4 separate regions of the Mus musculus genome follow, and regions 1, 2 and 4 are each linked to region 3. Evidence: chromatin contacts called from public HiCAR-type and promoter capture Hi-C data. All regions are on one chromosome and are shown on one strand. The core of a region is the stretch at or near the end of the contact, and the rest is flanking DNA. Distances in the headings are between cores, read along the strand shown. Region 1 has its middle 370 kb from the start of Tns3. Region 2 overlaps Tns3 (tensin 3). Region 3 holds the start of Ramp3 (receptor (calcitonin) activity modifying protein 3). Region 4 has its middle 340 kb from the start of Gm27393.

The links. Promoter capture Hi-C pulls out the DNA fragments that hold promoters and counts their contacts. HiCAR-type assays count read pairs that join an accessible place to other places.
Region 1: a contact with region 3 is called in a promoter capture Hi-C map of second pharyngeal arch cranial neural crest. The contact joins the enhancer-like site here to the promoter of Ramp3 in region 3. A contact is called at or near these places in 8 of 39 promoter capture datasets (the 3T3-L1 cell line, cranial neural crest, frontonasal cranial neural crest and 4 more) and 4 of 484 Hi-C or Micro-C datasets (the N1E-115 cell line, cortical neurons, embryonic stem cells and 1 more).
Region 2: a promoter capture Hi-C map of the SN4741 cell line shows a contact between it and region 3, with 5 times the contacts expected there. The contact joins the enhancer-like site here to the promoter of Ramp3 in region 3. A contact is called at or near these places in 4 of 39 promoter capture datasets (the SN4741 cell line, cranial neural crest, hippocampal neurons and 1 more), 1 of 15 datasets of contacts at CTCF or cohesin (large pre-B cells), 1 of 484 Hi-C or Micro-C datasets (palatal mesenchyme), 1 of 115 datasets of contacts at active chromatin or transcription factors (astrocytes) and 1 of 9 other capture datasets (embryonic stem cells).
Region 4: a contact with region 3 is called in a HiCAR-type map of astrocytes, with 7 times the contacts expected there. The contact joins the enhancer-like site here to the promoter of Ramp3 in region 3. A contact is called at or near these places in 12 of 39 promoter capture datasets (the 3T3-L1 cell line, 3T3-L1-derived adipocytes, the C10 cell line and 7 more), 6 of 484 Hi-C or Micro-C datasets (cardiomyocytes, cerebellum, cerebral cortex and 2 more) and 1 of 115 datasets of contacts at active chromatin or transcription factors (astrocytes).

Annotation. Positions count from the first base shown.
Region 1 is chr11:8,292,490-8,296,163 of GRCm38.p6, forward strand. No RefSeq gene overlaps it. Among named protein-coding and RNA genes, the nearest start is that of Tns3, 370 kb to the right of the region's middle. Within about 2 kb of position 1,327, at least 15 of the 459 cell types and tissues checked have an H3K27ac peak or open chromatin away from gene starts, as enhancers often do. A contact at or near this core is called in second pharyngeal arch cranial neural crest, where this site is marked.
Region 2 is chr11:8,529,234-8,532,649 of GRCm38.p6, forward strand. Tns3 (tensin 3) reads right to left here. Exons shown (of 31, transcript NM_001083587.1): 11 at 3,164-3,276; 12 at 2,471-2,531; 13 at 1,639-1,714. Among named protein-coding and RNA genes, the nearest start is that of Tns3, 130 kb to the right of the region's middle. Within about 2 kb of position 1,323, at least 29 of the 459 cell types and tissues checked have an H3K27ac peak or open chromatin away from gene starts, as enhancers often do. A contact at or near this core is called in the SN4741 cell line, where this site is marked.
Region 3 is chr11:6,657,183-6,660,527 of GRCm38.p6, forward strand. Ramp3 (receptor (calcitonin) activity modifying protein 3) reads left to right here and starts at 1,351. Exons shown (of 3, transcript NM_019511.3): 1 at 1,351-1,445. The coding sequence starts at 1,391. It also overlaps the pseudogene Gm11978.
Region 4 is chr11:8,228,297-8,231,904 of GRCm38.p6, forward strand. No RefSeq gene overlaps it. Among named protein-coding and RNA genes, the nearest start is that of Gm27393, 340 kb to the left of the region's middle. Within about 2 kb of position 1,600, at least 39 of the 459 cell types and tissues checked have an H3K27ac peak or open chromatin away from gene starts, as enhancers often do. A contact at or near this core is called in astrocytes and cerebellum, where this site is marked.

The DNA.
Region 1 (3,674 bases), core at 77-2,576, 1.6 Mb after region 3:
TGGACACTCGATAGCAGCAAAGGGTAAAATGCAGCCTAATGCCTCCCATTCCATCTGCTCAGTGGAGTTCACACACCCCAGTGGTGAGGGAAGACACAGAGCAATACTTTTGATGGCAATAGGGACACAGTCTTCAAGAGAAATCTGCAAAGAAGAGCCCCAAATAACATTGAAGAAAATTCAGGTTAACTGATATACACAACTCAATACTGAATATGGAAAATAAGGACATCTGACTGCTCCAAGGGCTCGTCACACTGCAGTAACCACACCCAAAGATATTGAAACAGGTGAGATGCCAGACAATGACTTCAAAAGACCAATTTTTAAAATGATCAGTGACTTCAAACCAGTTACATATAAATAGCTGAGTAAATTATAGAAGATGATATGACAGAGTGAGAGGGTCAACAAAGAGACTGAGATTCTGAAATGGAGCCAAGCAGAAAGCTTAGCAATGTGAAGCTTGGTTAGACAAGAAACACTCAGGGGAACTCAGCAATAGGATCAAGTGAAATAAAGTATATGAGAACCTGATATTATACTTCTAACATTTACTTAATGGGTGTGCTCCTGTGTACATGTGTGCATGCACATGCCATGTTGTACATCTAGAGGTCAGGGAAAATTTGGACGATTCAGTTCTTTTCTTTTACCATATGTTTTCCAGGGTTACAACTCAGGGCTTCAAGCGCCTTTACCTGCTGAGTCATCTCACTGGCTCTACTTCTATTAAAAATGAATCTGTCATCTATCTGTCATCTCTGTATCTATCATCTGTCAATATGCATCTATCTACAATAGATATATAAGTAGATATAAAAATACTCGAGCTTAATAGCAGAGTTATGAAAACACAAAATTAAAATAATAGTTTGACATTGGCTTTGCTATCCCCGACCTCATCCTTTACATGTGAGCACCTTTTAGCAAATGTGCATGGTATTTGCATATGAAAACCACAGAGTAGCTATTAAAAGCAATGAAAATACTCCAGATGCTACATAGCCCCACTCACATCCGATCAGCAATAAAATTCTTGGAACTCAACAATTTTGATCTGTCTTATAACAGCTCATTGGAAACCGGGGGGGAAATACAACCAGTAAAAGGGATGGAAAGAATTTTTCCCTCAGGAATTTAAAATCTTGACTCAGATTTTGTAGAACGGTTAATTAGAATTAAAATTCACAAGGTCAGAGTGTAAGAATAATAGCTCTCCTCCAAGAACAAACCATGTGACGTTTTACTCAGTCCTGAATGGCCTGAGACTAGCTGAATAGTTTCAGCTGCCTGAAAATCCAGACCTGCTCTTGGCAAATGTGTTGGCACCCCAAGTCCAAGGACACAGGCCCTATAGGGGAAGTAATATGATCCCCTGGCATGGTGCTTTATCCACATCCACCTAGCCCATCTGCATCTCCATGACAACCAGGGCTGTGAATCCCAGGGAAGAATTCAGGCCTGGGAGTCTTATAGACTGAAAGTTGAAGCCAGCTGCGCCAGATTCCTGCTCTCTGATATTTAGCTATTTATTTACATTCTCTCAGTTATGAAGAATAAACTAATCCATAGGAAGCACAGGATCCAGTGAGCTCATGTTAAAGCTCAGGAAACATCATTATTTATTTTTATGTTTTAATTTCTTTGGGAAGCAAAAATGCTTACTGTAGGACATGTGGATTTATCATTCAAGAAAAATATAAGTAAATCTTAATAAAATTTAAAAGGTCATAGTTACAGAAGTTAAAGGGCAGAAATAACCCAAGTATATATTTTCCAATAACAATTACAAAACTATGCAAGATCCTTGCAATGCTGTATAACCCCACCATAAAAGTCAACACTGCTACATGTTAACACATGGATGAGTCTCAAAAGTATTATACGAAGTGAAAGGACTTGGACGCCAAAAGTAATTATTGAATATCACAGTTATATTAAATATTCAGGAGATGCTAACTTTTGAAAAATATGAAGATGATTAGTCATCATTGGTTTCTAAAGATACACAGAGTAGGTATCAGGCATTTAATATAAAAATGGGGTTTCTCTTGCAGGAAAGAAAAGCTAAATGAGTCAGATGGTGATATCATGAAAGTAATTAATGCCACAGTAAAAAGTACTGAAATAAATAGGACTAGATAATTTCACTTCAGTTTTGTAAGTTTCAAACTCTTCACACCAAAACACCACTCAGAAAATCAAGCATGAAAAAAAAAATTGTGGAGTAAATCTATATGTATGTAGCATGATATAGATATGACTTCTATTTTAAAGTCTTGCTAAAATTTTCATGCAGACAATTCAAATGTAGAACATAAAATCATCAAAAAGTACACTTAAGGATTGGTTAAATAATCAATTTAATCGCCTTGAAATCATAATCAAATAGGGAACAAAATACCCATGGAGGGAGTTACAGAGACAAAGTTTGGAGCTGAGATGGAAGGATGGACCATCCAGAGACTGCCCCACCCAGGGATCTATCCCATAATTGGGCACCAAATGTGGACACTATTGCATATGCCAGAAAGATTTTACTGACAGAACCCTGATATAGCTCTCTCTTGTGAGGCTATGCCAGTGCCTGGCAAATACAGAAGTGGATGCTCACAGTCATCTATTGGATGGAACACAGGGCCCCCAATGGAGGAGCTAGAGAAATTATCCAATTAACTGAAGAGGTCTGCAACCCTATAGGAGGAACAACAATATGAACTAACCAGTATCCCCAGAGCTCGTGCCTCTAGCTGCATATGTATCAGAAGATGGCCTAGTTGGCCATCATTGGGAAGAGAGGCCCCTTGGTCTTGCACACTTTACATGCCCCAGTACAGGGGAACGCCAGGGCTGAGAAGCAGGAGTGGGTGGGTTGGGAAGCAAGGCAGGGGGAGGGTATAGGGGACTTTTGGGATAGCATTTGAAATGTAAATGAAGAAAATATCTAATTTTTTTTAAAAACTGTTTAATAAATAAATAAATAAATAATAGGAAAAAATCATAATCAAAGCTCAGTAAGTTAATTTAACCACTAATCTAAATAGCTAAAATTGACATCAATCTCATGAAGTACTGGCCAGTGAGCTGCAGGGATCCACTTGAAAATTGTTTTTTAAGAGATATAAAAACAAAAACTAATAAGAATGCTCCTAAAAACCTGCTTTAAAATGCTCATTTAATTTTCAAGTGTGTGTGCATGTATGTGCACATGTGTATGTGTGTATGCATGCATGTGTGCATGCATGTGTGCACACACTTGTGCCAGCACATGTGAGTTCAACTGCTGCAGAGGCTGGAAGAGATTATCATTGTCCTGGGATTTGAGTAAAGGCTGTTGTCAGCTGTCTGACTTGAGTGCTAGGAAGCAAATTCATGTCCTCTTCAAAAAAAAAAAAAAAAAGTGGTCTTAACTACTGAGCCATCTCTTCAACCCTGACCGATGCTATATTTATAATGTTCTAGATGGATGGAAAGAGTTGCTCTGTAAACATCACTTTTTATGATCATTGTGTAGATAGCTAAGGAGCACCTGGGAGGCTCTGGGTCCAGATTGAGTAGTTTCTCTCTGGTCCAAAGTTCTGATTCACTTTTCTGATGGCCGGCTTTTCATTACACCCCACTTGTAATGATATCTCGCAATTACTTACTCCATCTCAGCAATGAAAGACACA
Region 2 (3,416 bases), core at 73-2,572, 1.9 Mb after region 3:
GCTGCCTGCTCCGGGGCGCATAGTGCAAGGAAGGGGTGCCTACCCAGGGGCTCCTCTAGAGAAGAGAGGAAGGAGATGAGCAACCTCGATGATAGTGACAAGGCTTGAAATGCTTCAGGATGGCATGATGTGGTCCATGCCCTATCCTGCCCCTCCACCCACCCACCCGCATCCCAGTGTTGGGCACTGTCCTGGGATATTGACGTGAGTTTGTTCTTCTCATGTTCACAAAACTTAAGCAAGGTTCTCACTAGGCAGAGGCCACAGCTCCCCAAAAGAAAAAAGGAGCAGGCATGTCCCTTTCCAACTTGATGTGCTTCCTCACGAAGACACACATGCTAGGGAAGGTCCCACCAGGAAGTGTGAAGCCACGCCACCGTGGCCTTCCTGAGCCACACAGGTATGGCTCCTTTGGCCTATGCAGCATCGTCAGCTTCTCTTCTCCAATAGAAACTATGTTGCCAGGAGGCATCTCCAAGACAAAGAAACCACTCTCTCCCTCTTTCCTTCCTGTGTCCAGTGCTAAGACTGGAAACTCCAAAACCAATGACAAAAAATGCAACAACAAAATGAAGCTCAAGACACCTGAGTAAAAACTTAAAATTTGAGAGGGGCAAAAAGAGAGGGGAACGGAGAGGGGGAAGGAAAAAATGGAGAAGAAGGAAGGTATGTAAGGAAAGACAAGAGGAGATGAGAAGACAGAGGGAGGAAGGCAGCTGGAGAAGAGACGAGTCACCTCCCAGGGGACTGAGCTTCTGGACTGTCCCTATTCTCCAGCCGTAGAAGACTCGGAAGCCACCAGCCCAGGAACAGAAAGCTCAGATGGAGGCTTAGCATTGGTTTTCCAGAGAGTGAGGAGATGGGAGCTACACACCCAATCTCCAGTCAGCTTGCTCATCTAGGCTTTCCCCAACCTCCCACCACTCATAACGAGGTCTGAGTGTCAGTCTATCTGTCCTTGAAAACAGGGAGGTGCCCACTCTGCGTGAGCTATGTACAATAAAATGCAACACAAATTCCTAAATCACCCATCATCTCAACAAAGTAGGTCTGCCAAGACCAGGAACAGATCATATCTAAATTGTTCTCCACATGTCAGAAGCTGTGCACATGCCTCGCAGGCTTTCGAACAAAACCTTTCTGAAAATTACTTTACACATATAGATTCTTTTGTAGTCAAGACAGGAGGTGGAAAAAGTAATGTTTAATCTCTTCCAAGAACAAAATTATCTGGAGAAATCACTGTGTTCATCATTATAACCACACTGTAACAACACCAGTCATACACTGGAGTCTGGCTCTCTATGCTATACTCTGGAGACCTGGGATCACAAAGGAGGTCAGGGAACGGGATGCTCAGAGGGCTGGGGCTGAGTAGGGACTTTGTTCTGCATAGACCCAGGAGCTCTGTTATAAAAGATGATCAAGGACAAAGATCTGTCACTGTAATTAAAATACTTTTACTCACAGATTACAGTCCTGAGGGTCACGTTCTTCTCCATTCTCCTGTTGGTTACTTCCCCTTCTTTGAGAAGGAGGTTGTAAACCGGGTGGCTTTGTTCTAAGGCAAAATCAATTTGCCTTCCAGGTCACTATCCTGGGTGGCTGACACAATGGTCATAGCCTGTGGGTACTCACCATGATGTCACCCTTCAGCAGCTGGGCCGGCTCAATGGCGATGCGGATCCTGCTGGGGTTTTCAGAGCCGACATTGCTTCAGATGAACAAGAAAATAGCTCGTTATACAGTTAGTTCCACAGTTTCATGACCACACAGTCCAAGCTGAGAAAATGACTAGATTTTACACAAATAGCCCAGAATTCAGAGGCTGTACCTTGTGGAAATCAGTCAAAAGGTTTGAGAAAGCTCTGAGCTGGGGTGAATTATTCTAGCATCGTCATAGCCCCAGATTGGAAAAGTCATGTTAGGGTTGCCTCAGCCAGGAGAGGAACCAAGTTGGGGACAGACTCTGCTTCTGTGAAAATTGGAGGATACAATGTCTACAGTGTCATCCTTGCATGAAAGAAAGCATGGGGCCAGGGGGAGAATTTGAGCCCAGAAAAAAAAATAATGAGTCTTTCTGGGTGCCAGGATATCTATCATCTTTCTCATTTCCTGTCGCTGTAATCAAAGTGCTATCTACATGACTGCAAACCAAACTTAGGAAGCCATACAAATTCTGCGGATACCTGAAACACTAAGGGGAATGTAAAAACCATGGGTGACTTTGTTCTAGCACTTTCCAGTAGACCAGCTTCCAAACAGTAATGGTGCCCCTCTGCCCCAGCGGCTCCACTGTTCAGCACCCATTGGAGCCAACTAGAGATGCAGGGACCATGCACCTCTCAGAACAGCAGCTTAGGGACCTTAGCATGGCTGGCCCTCCCTGCTCTACTTCTTGTGGGAGAGAACCCATTTCACAATCCTTCCCCAAGTCACCCGAAAAACCCAGCACACGCCAGGCACTTACTAGATTCCAGATGTGTACACAGGCTGCATAGCTTGGTAGAGCTTCAGAAAGGGCCGGCAAGCTGAAAGAGAGGCACAGGCCAAGGAAAGACAGGATCGTGAACACATGCACAGATGTTCCACCAACAAAGGAACATGGTTGGGCCTCCAACCAGAAGGCCATGGGGGCAGGGAGTTAAAGACAACCTGTAGTTCTGTAAGTTCACCTTACTCCTGGTGATCAGGGGGACTAGAAGCTACAGCTACAATCAACTGATGATTGAACACCTGCATGGGTGCAGCCAGGGAGCAAGAGACAGGCTCTGTCCCAGACACGAGCTGTGAGCACCTGCAGGGGACAGGGGGCAAGGTCTCTGGCCATATGCTGGGAGTGCCTACATGGAACAGGGAGTCAGGGAATATGTCACAGAGGAAGAAGGAAGGATGGTGCGTTAGGGGATGGTCTACTGCGCTGGATTCTCTCAAAGCTGTGGAAACCTTGAGAAGAAGCACACAGCTGAACCTCTACAGAGCTGCTGATTCAGGGTGACCCTGGCCTAGCAGGAGCTCATGTACTGGCTACAAGGCTCTTTGTAATCCCCAAGCTGGAGCTCTGCTGACACACTGTAACCATAGCAACAGAACCTAGGTATCCCAGGAGGAAAGGGCTGCTTGTTGAGGGCTCTCTCTAGTCTAGGCTGGGGAAGTCTCTCACCTCCTCCAGTGTCAAAGCTGGGGACACCATGCATGATGACGAAGTGTAGGAACAGAGGTGAGGTGTTCATCTTCATGGCTCCAGACAGTAGCCCGCTGAGAAACTGCACGTACCTGCAGGAGACAGCGGCTAAGACTCCACAGCCAATTCACAGCTGCTGAGTCTAGCGGCAGGCAGTACAGAATGGGAACTGCATCTGGAGATCCTGGGGACACCTTGTCCCACTGTATACAAGGAACAATTAATTATCATC
Region 3 (3,345 bases), core at 101-2,600:
GTTAAATCAGTTTTACTTTTAATTAGACTCCTTTGTTATTGCTGTAGCAAGCCCAGGCTTCCTAGGTTCTCTTTGCTAACTGGTTTTTAAAAATGCTATTTTTTTTAATCTTTAAGATTTCTTTGGTTTATATGTATGGGTGTGCACAATTGCGTGCGGCACCCTCAGAGGCCAGAACGAACTGGATCCCATGGAGCTGGCGATACAGATGATCATGCGCTACCTCCAGTACCTGTGGGAACCAAACCCAGGTCCCCTGTAAGTGCCCTTAACCACTGTGACATCTCTTCAGCCCTAAAGTAGTTACAGGGTTTTGTTTGTTTATTTGCTTGTTTGTTTTTGTTTCTGGCTTCGACCAGAATTTTCTCAGTGAAAATTCACAGAAAGTTGTAGTGAGCCTTTCTAGGTCAGGAAAGGTGAGCTGAGCTCAGTGATGGGGCGTGGGAGACAGAAGTGCTTGTTTAGGTGGGGAAAGCCATCCTCCCAGGTCTGGGCCTTAGCTCTCAGACCAGCAAGTGCTTTCCTGGGGGACAATAAGCTTTGGAGGACAAAGAGGTCTGCTTTTCTCTTTCTGAGGAGTGGTCCCAACATTGGGAACAGGAAGCTGTCCTGGGCTTGAGGGACAGATGTAGTCTATGGTGGGAGAAACTGAGGCCTTTTCTTTTCTTTCTACCTGCTGATTCCAGAAGCCAGGTCCTTGGAGGCCCCGTCACTGACCCGCCTGCCCTCAGTTAGCTTCAGACTTAGCCATTTGTGTTTGCATGTGTGCACACCCAAGCTCCCCTCCCCAGTGCCTCAGTCTGGAAGAATGCCCCCCCCCCCCCCATCTGCTCAGCAACCCACTTCATGCCCTTCTCTGTCCCTTGGAGACAGGCAGGGCTCTCAGACTTGTCTCTGCTTAAATTTATGTGCCTGGCTTAGGGGGGTCCCACAGGACCTGCAAGGATGAACCCCGGGTTTCTCCGAGTTCAACCTCTTGTCTGTCTTCTGCCTGGCTCCCCTCTATCAACCTGTACTGCATAACTCCCTTCATTTCTCCAGCTTGCTTCCCAGTTTGACACTGAGGTTAATCCGGCTCATCCCCAGACCAAACCTGCAGTCTTCCGGTTAGAACCCCTTCTCCATTCCCGCCACGCTGGACTGGCTCTCCCACCCGACTGCACTTCCCCTTCCTCTGTTCCAGTCTATATCCCAACGCGACCCCCACCTCCTGTCCCCACCACCTGCCCCTCCAGAGAGAAGCTGAGAATTCTAGGCAACGGAGGGAGTCAGGGGCGGGGTGGGGGCGTGGCCTGGGTTGGGGCTCTCCGAGGTCCCGCCCTGGTCCCGCCCCAAGCCTCTTACCTCCGAATGTCGCTGTTGCTGCAAGCCGGCTGCATCTTAGTTGGCCATGAAGACCCCAGCACAGCGGCTGCACCTTCTTCCACTGTTGTTGCTGCTTTGTGGTAAGGAGACATTTGGGTCGGGGTACTCCATCTCCTCGGGTCCTTGGGACCCACGCGGACTCTCTCCTTCCCGCGTCCAGCCTAGGCTGCGCTCTTCCCCCCCCCCCCCCCCCCCCAGAGTTTGGAAAAGACACAGGCACGCTGACTCCAGCACATCCTGCAGGTTTTGTGGAGGGTCTTCATAACTCCTCCAACCTTAGAAGAGCTGAGGGAAAAGGCTTTGAGCTGCAAGGGCTGCACAGTTCCCTGTGGGGTAGAGATATTCTGGGGTCCAGGGAAGGGTCTTTGGTGAGGTAGTGAGTTTCTTTCCCATCCTGCCCCGGGCACATGGCACACAGGTGCAGGTAGCTAGAATCCTTTTCCAGTGAGAAAATCGGACTCAGGGAGAAACATTGCTTTCACAAGATAGAAATGGGATAAATATTAAGCTTGTTTTGAAAGGGGTGTGGAGGGAATAAAGTTAGTAGGGAGACATATTAAAGGAGCCTGAGGGAGTTTAATGGGGCGGGGAGAGTAGGAGTGGATATGCTCAAAATACTTTGTATACATATGTAAAATTTCAAAGAATAAAAAGTGAAGTATCTTACTGAAGAAGTTACCCAAGGATAAATAAGAGGATACATGTATGTGTATGTGTATGTGTATATGCTTGTGTACACACATGTATGCATGTACCTGTGGCTCTGGGTGTGCCTGATTGTATCTGTGTGCCTGTGTGGGCATGTGTGTGCATGAGTGCCTGTGGAAGGGTTTGATAGGAGAGGGCTTGCTGGGCAAGGCCAGTGCTTGGCTAGAACTGTGAGGGAAGCTGTTGGCAGGAGGGGGCTCTGTCCTCCAGGAGGAGGGGCTCTGTCCTCCAGGAGGAGGGGCTCTATCCTCCCTCCAGGTGGAGGGGCTCTGTCCTCCAGGGCCATGGTCCCGAGTTTTCCTTACTCTCCTGGTTCAGCCTCCTTGGCTGTAAGATGAAGTTGGACCTGTTTGTAGTGTCTTCCTCAGTGTTGATGACTTGGGATGCGGTCTGGGAGTTGGGACAGAGGTGGGCCAGACTCAACAATTAGTTCTCTCCCTTTGAAGAGGTCTCTGCTTACAGAGTGAGACCATTTTTCGTGTTCTACAGTGGGCGCTCAGGCTGGGGTAGTTTTATGTTGAAGGCTGGGACTGTGACCACCTCCAGAAGGCAGTGAGCTGTTTTGGGATTTCAGCAAGCCTCCAGTGCAAGGCTCCCCTGGTGAGGAGTTTGGTTTCTAGAGGAAGGAGGTCCAGAGTTTATCTGGAAGGAAACCATGTCTCTCCTGACTGTTTCTAGTATGGAACTGGGAAGCAACACAGACAGAAACCTCATGAAATTGTAGCAATCCTGGTCCCCAATGGCCACCTTTCCATCCTACTGTGGAAGTCCCCACAGTCCCCAACAGCCACCTCCCTATCCTACTGTGGAAGTCCCCACTGTCCTCACCCATGGGACCAGGCTTCTTAGTGGCCGGTCAGGTTCAGCCTTCTCACAGACCTGGCTACAGTGAGTCTGGCCAGCCCGGGAGTCAGAGATGAAACATGTACTGTCACACGCAGTCTGGCCAAGGTGGGGTCTGAGCTCTGCAAGGGATGAGCTGAGCTTCCTAGCTCCCAGGAACGCTGACTGCCACCTATGCTTTGTTGACACTGTGATGTCTGGAACTCTAGATTCTGAGCCTAGTCACTGTAGAGAACAGCATCAGGAGAGCCTTTGTTTCCAAACAATAAAGGTCTCGGCCTGTGGGGCTTCCTTGAAATTCTAACGTACTCTACAGGGACACTTTGATGCTTCTCAGGGTCCTGGGATGAGGAGTCCAGCAGGTAGGTATCCACCTATTGGCTCTTAGCCTCAGTTTCCCTGTTGTTGGCCTGAGTGTAGCTGTGGAGT
Region 4 (3,608 bases), core at 350-2,849, 1.6 Mb after region 3:
GCAGGAAGGCTGCAAAGGGGCCCTGGGCAAGCAAAGAGAACCTTGTCAGTCCTGTTGCAGCATCTGAGTCCCTAAGAAGAGAAGAGCAGGGGTATGGGGTCTAACGAGCAGGCACAGGCCCGGAGCACTGTGCTCTGGTTTTATTCCTCACTAGGGGAGCAACCACACCCTGCCTCCTGTACACTTGTTTTGGGGAGTGATCTTGAAAAGCACTTCATGAGACAGTGTCATCATTTACTCAGTGAAGTCCTACTGGGAACACAGTAAGGCTACTGGGTACAAGTTCACACAGCTGGGGTAGCAGATGAGAAAATGACTCCACGAAGCTATGGACTGTGTGTCTGTGCATCCCTAAATTCCCATATTGAAATCCTCATCCCAAGATATATTCTTGTGGATGAAATTTACCCAGAAGAGATGAGTAAGTCATAATGGTAAAGCAATAGTTAATGGGATTAGATACCCTAGCAAAGAGACTCCCAAAGCTCCTTGGACTCTTTCTGCTGCACAAGGACAATAAGAAAGTAGTCTTCAGAAATCATGAAAAAGTCCTCACATAGCCCAACCATGTTTTCATCTTTGTCTTGGACATTCTTCCTACACCAAGAAGCATAAAGATAAATTACTTTTCTTTCAAAACCACCAGCCTGTGTTACTTAGTTATAGTAGCTCAAAAGTACTCAGATGGTCAGATTTCAAGTTCTGTGTGCATTACCCTGTCATATTAACAAGTCATGGATTATAATATTTGGACAAGTGGCAGGAGACATTGGGAAAGACTTCAGAATCCCCAGTATTGTGAAATGCTGTCCTGTGGGTATAGTATGGTCATTCCCTCTTGAGCACTCTGTAGCTGTAACTACCTACATGAGACCTGTAATAGAATGGACCCATGCCTCATGGATGGAATGGGATGGAGGTTATAAGCTCCCCACCCCAACCCTGAAGGTTATAGTCACCTACCAGAGTCCATGCTGCTCCTTTATGTAACTCCTTTTTGACACAGTAGACTGGACTTGGGTGGTGGTGTTTCCTTGTTCTATCTATCACTGGTACTATATTGGGGTGAGTAGATATTTACTCGCATCTCATGGAAAGTTAAGACAACTCCCAGGAATGCCTCTTGGTTTAATGGACCAGCAGTCCTGAGGTCAGAATTAAGCAGCACGGGTGGTCTGATTAGCAGACAGCCCCCTCTGCATCACAGACAAGCACTGGATCCTATGTCATTCTGAAGTAGCTCCTGCCTTCCTCTAGACCTGGACGTGGAGGCCCATAATCAGACAAAAATGGGCTTTGAGAAAACAATGAGTTTCTCCACAGAAGCTATGAGCAGTTGGAAGAGCTACAAGCAGTCAAGAAGAGTGATCTTAATGCTTTTCTATGGCTATTAAAAACTAGAATACAGTGGAGAAAGTCAGTCAGAAGAAACCTAGAAAAAGATACAGGGAGAACTTCTGGTTTGGGGGGTAGATTGGGAATTTTGGGAATGGAACTGCAGCCGCATATCTGGGAAATAGGCCACCTGGTTCTGAAGCCTCAGACACAACAAACACTTGGGAGGATGCAGGCAATCAAAAGAAACTGGAGCAGGCTATTCACAGGGAAGGAGTCAGGAGCTGCGCTCTGGGTGGCAACGTCAGGAAAGCATTCTGCATGGCTGGAGCTGGCTTGGAAGGGAAACTCACCATGGCTGAGAATGTACTGTTCTCTGAGCCGTTTCCTTTAACAACTTGGAAGGGATAATAATTAATATAAACAGTAGTCACCAGACTTGGCAGCAGGAGAAGAATCTTTGAAGAGCACAGGCTTTGCCGCCAGGCTCAAGTGCCGCTTCTCCTCGGCTGTTTGGTGTGACCCAGGAGACATTAGAGAGACACTCAGAGCCTTGCTCTTCTCATCTGTAACATTAGCAGATGCCTACTTGCACGGCTATTAACATGCTGGCTTGCCTTGTGAGTGCAGAGAGTGTCTGTGATTCCTATTCATCTTGGAATAATTTTATGACCTATAGTGTGGTGGTTTGAGACGACCTAGAGGAAGTAACAACCAAAACTGATGCAAGATTCCAGGGAAAACTCTACCTTTCAAGGAACTTAAAGCTACAAGGAGTTCCTTCTGAAATAAAAAACAAAAACAAAAACAAAACAAAAACAAAAACCCTTCCAGAAGACATTAAAGGATGAACAAATAGCTCATTTATTTTACTAAGCAAGCTTCATTCTGATTTCAAAATAAAATCACTATAAGCCACAAAAGTAAATAGCAGAACCCGTCTTACAGAACGACAATTGAAATTCATAAAATCTAGTTCAAAGGGGATGGAAAGAAGGCTCAGTAGTTAAAAACACCTGCAGCTCTCCTGGAGTACCAGGGGCTGATTCCCAGCACTCATGTGATAGCTCACAAGTGTCTTGACTCGATTTCCAGAGGCTCCAATGCCACCTTTTGGACTCCTAGGGCATCAGGCATGCATACATGCGATACACATATATACATGCAGGCAAAGCACCCAAACACATAAAAACTCTTTAAATTGTTCATAAGTAGAATTCTAACACCAAGACTGAAGGGGTTGGCATGTCCGTAACACGAGGAGCCGTTCTCATTCCCTTGATCTCTGACACATCACATGGTTCTTGGGAAGATTATATAGGAGAGGGAGGGAGGGGAAGAAGGGGAACAAAGGAGAAAACATCTCAGCATCACAATGGTTCAATATTCTAAGGAGACCACTGTCAGAGCCTCACAAAATATGAATAGTGTACTGGAAAAAGCAGAAATTGGTTTATTTGCATATTTGATTATATAGGATAAAAGCTGAAAGCAATGAATTGAGGTGACACTCTTTTCTTACTCAGACAAAATTATACAGCATCTTAGGGAGGTGGGGTGGCTTCTGCCTGCCTATCCTACAGAAGTATTTTTATAAGGATGGGCTAACGCCGTAAAAGAGAGTCCTCATTCCACACTCTGCAACTCTTGCACGTAGGCCCAGATTTGTGTACAAAGTGTGTCTTCAGCATTCTACAACACGCCTGATGGACTGCTTCCCCCAGCTAGGCAGGAGCTTCCCCAAAATGCAGGAGCCCTGGGTAGATGCTTTCCCAGCAGGCCAGAGACTCTGCTGATACAGGAGCCCTAAGGCCACCACTAATGTCCAAGCCAGTGAATCCACCAAGTCTTTAGTGTCTCCCTTTGATTTTGAAGCATCCCCATTATTCCAACCCCCGTGACTGCACCCATAGTTACTACAGGTTGTATATTCTCTATACAGGGATATTCTAGCCCTAATTATTATTAGAATGCTTTGGAGAATCTCTCTTTGATTATTTAGATTAAAAACAAATAAAAATCCAAAGAGAGGAAGTAAGAAAGATATTGGAGCAGTTGAGAAGATAGCAACACTAGCAAGGAGTTCCTTTTTTAAAAAAAAGATATTTTCTTTATTTACATTTCAAATACTATCCCCTTTCCTAGTTTCCCCTCCAAAAATCCCCTATCTCCTCCCCCTCCCCCTGCTCCACAACCCACTCACTCCCACTTCCTGGCCCTGGCATTCCCCTATACTGGGGCCTAGAACTTTCCTTCACAGGACCAAGGACCTC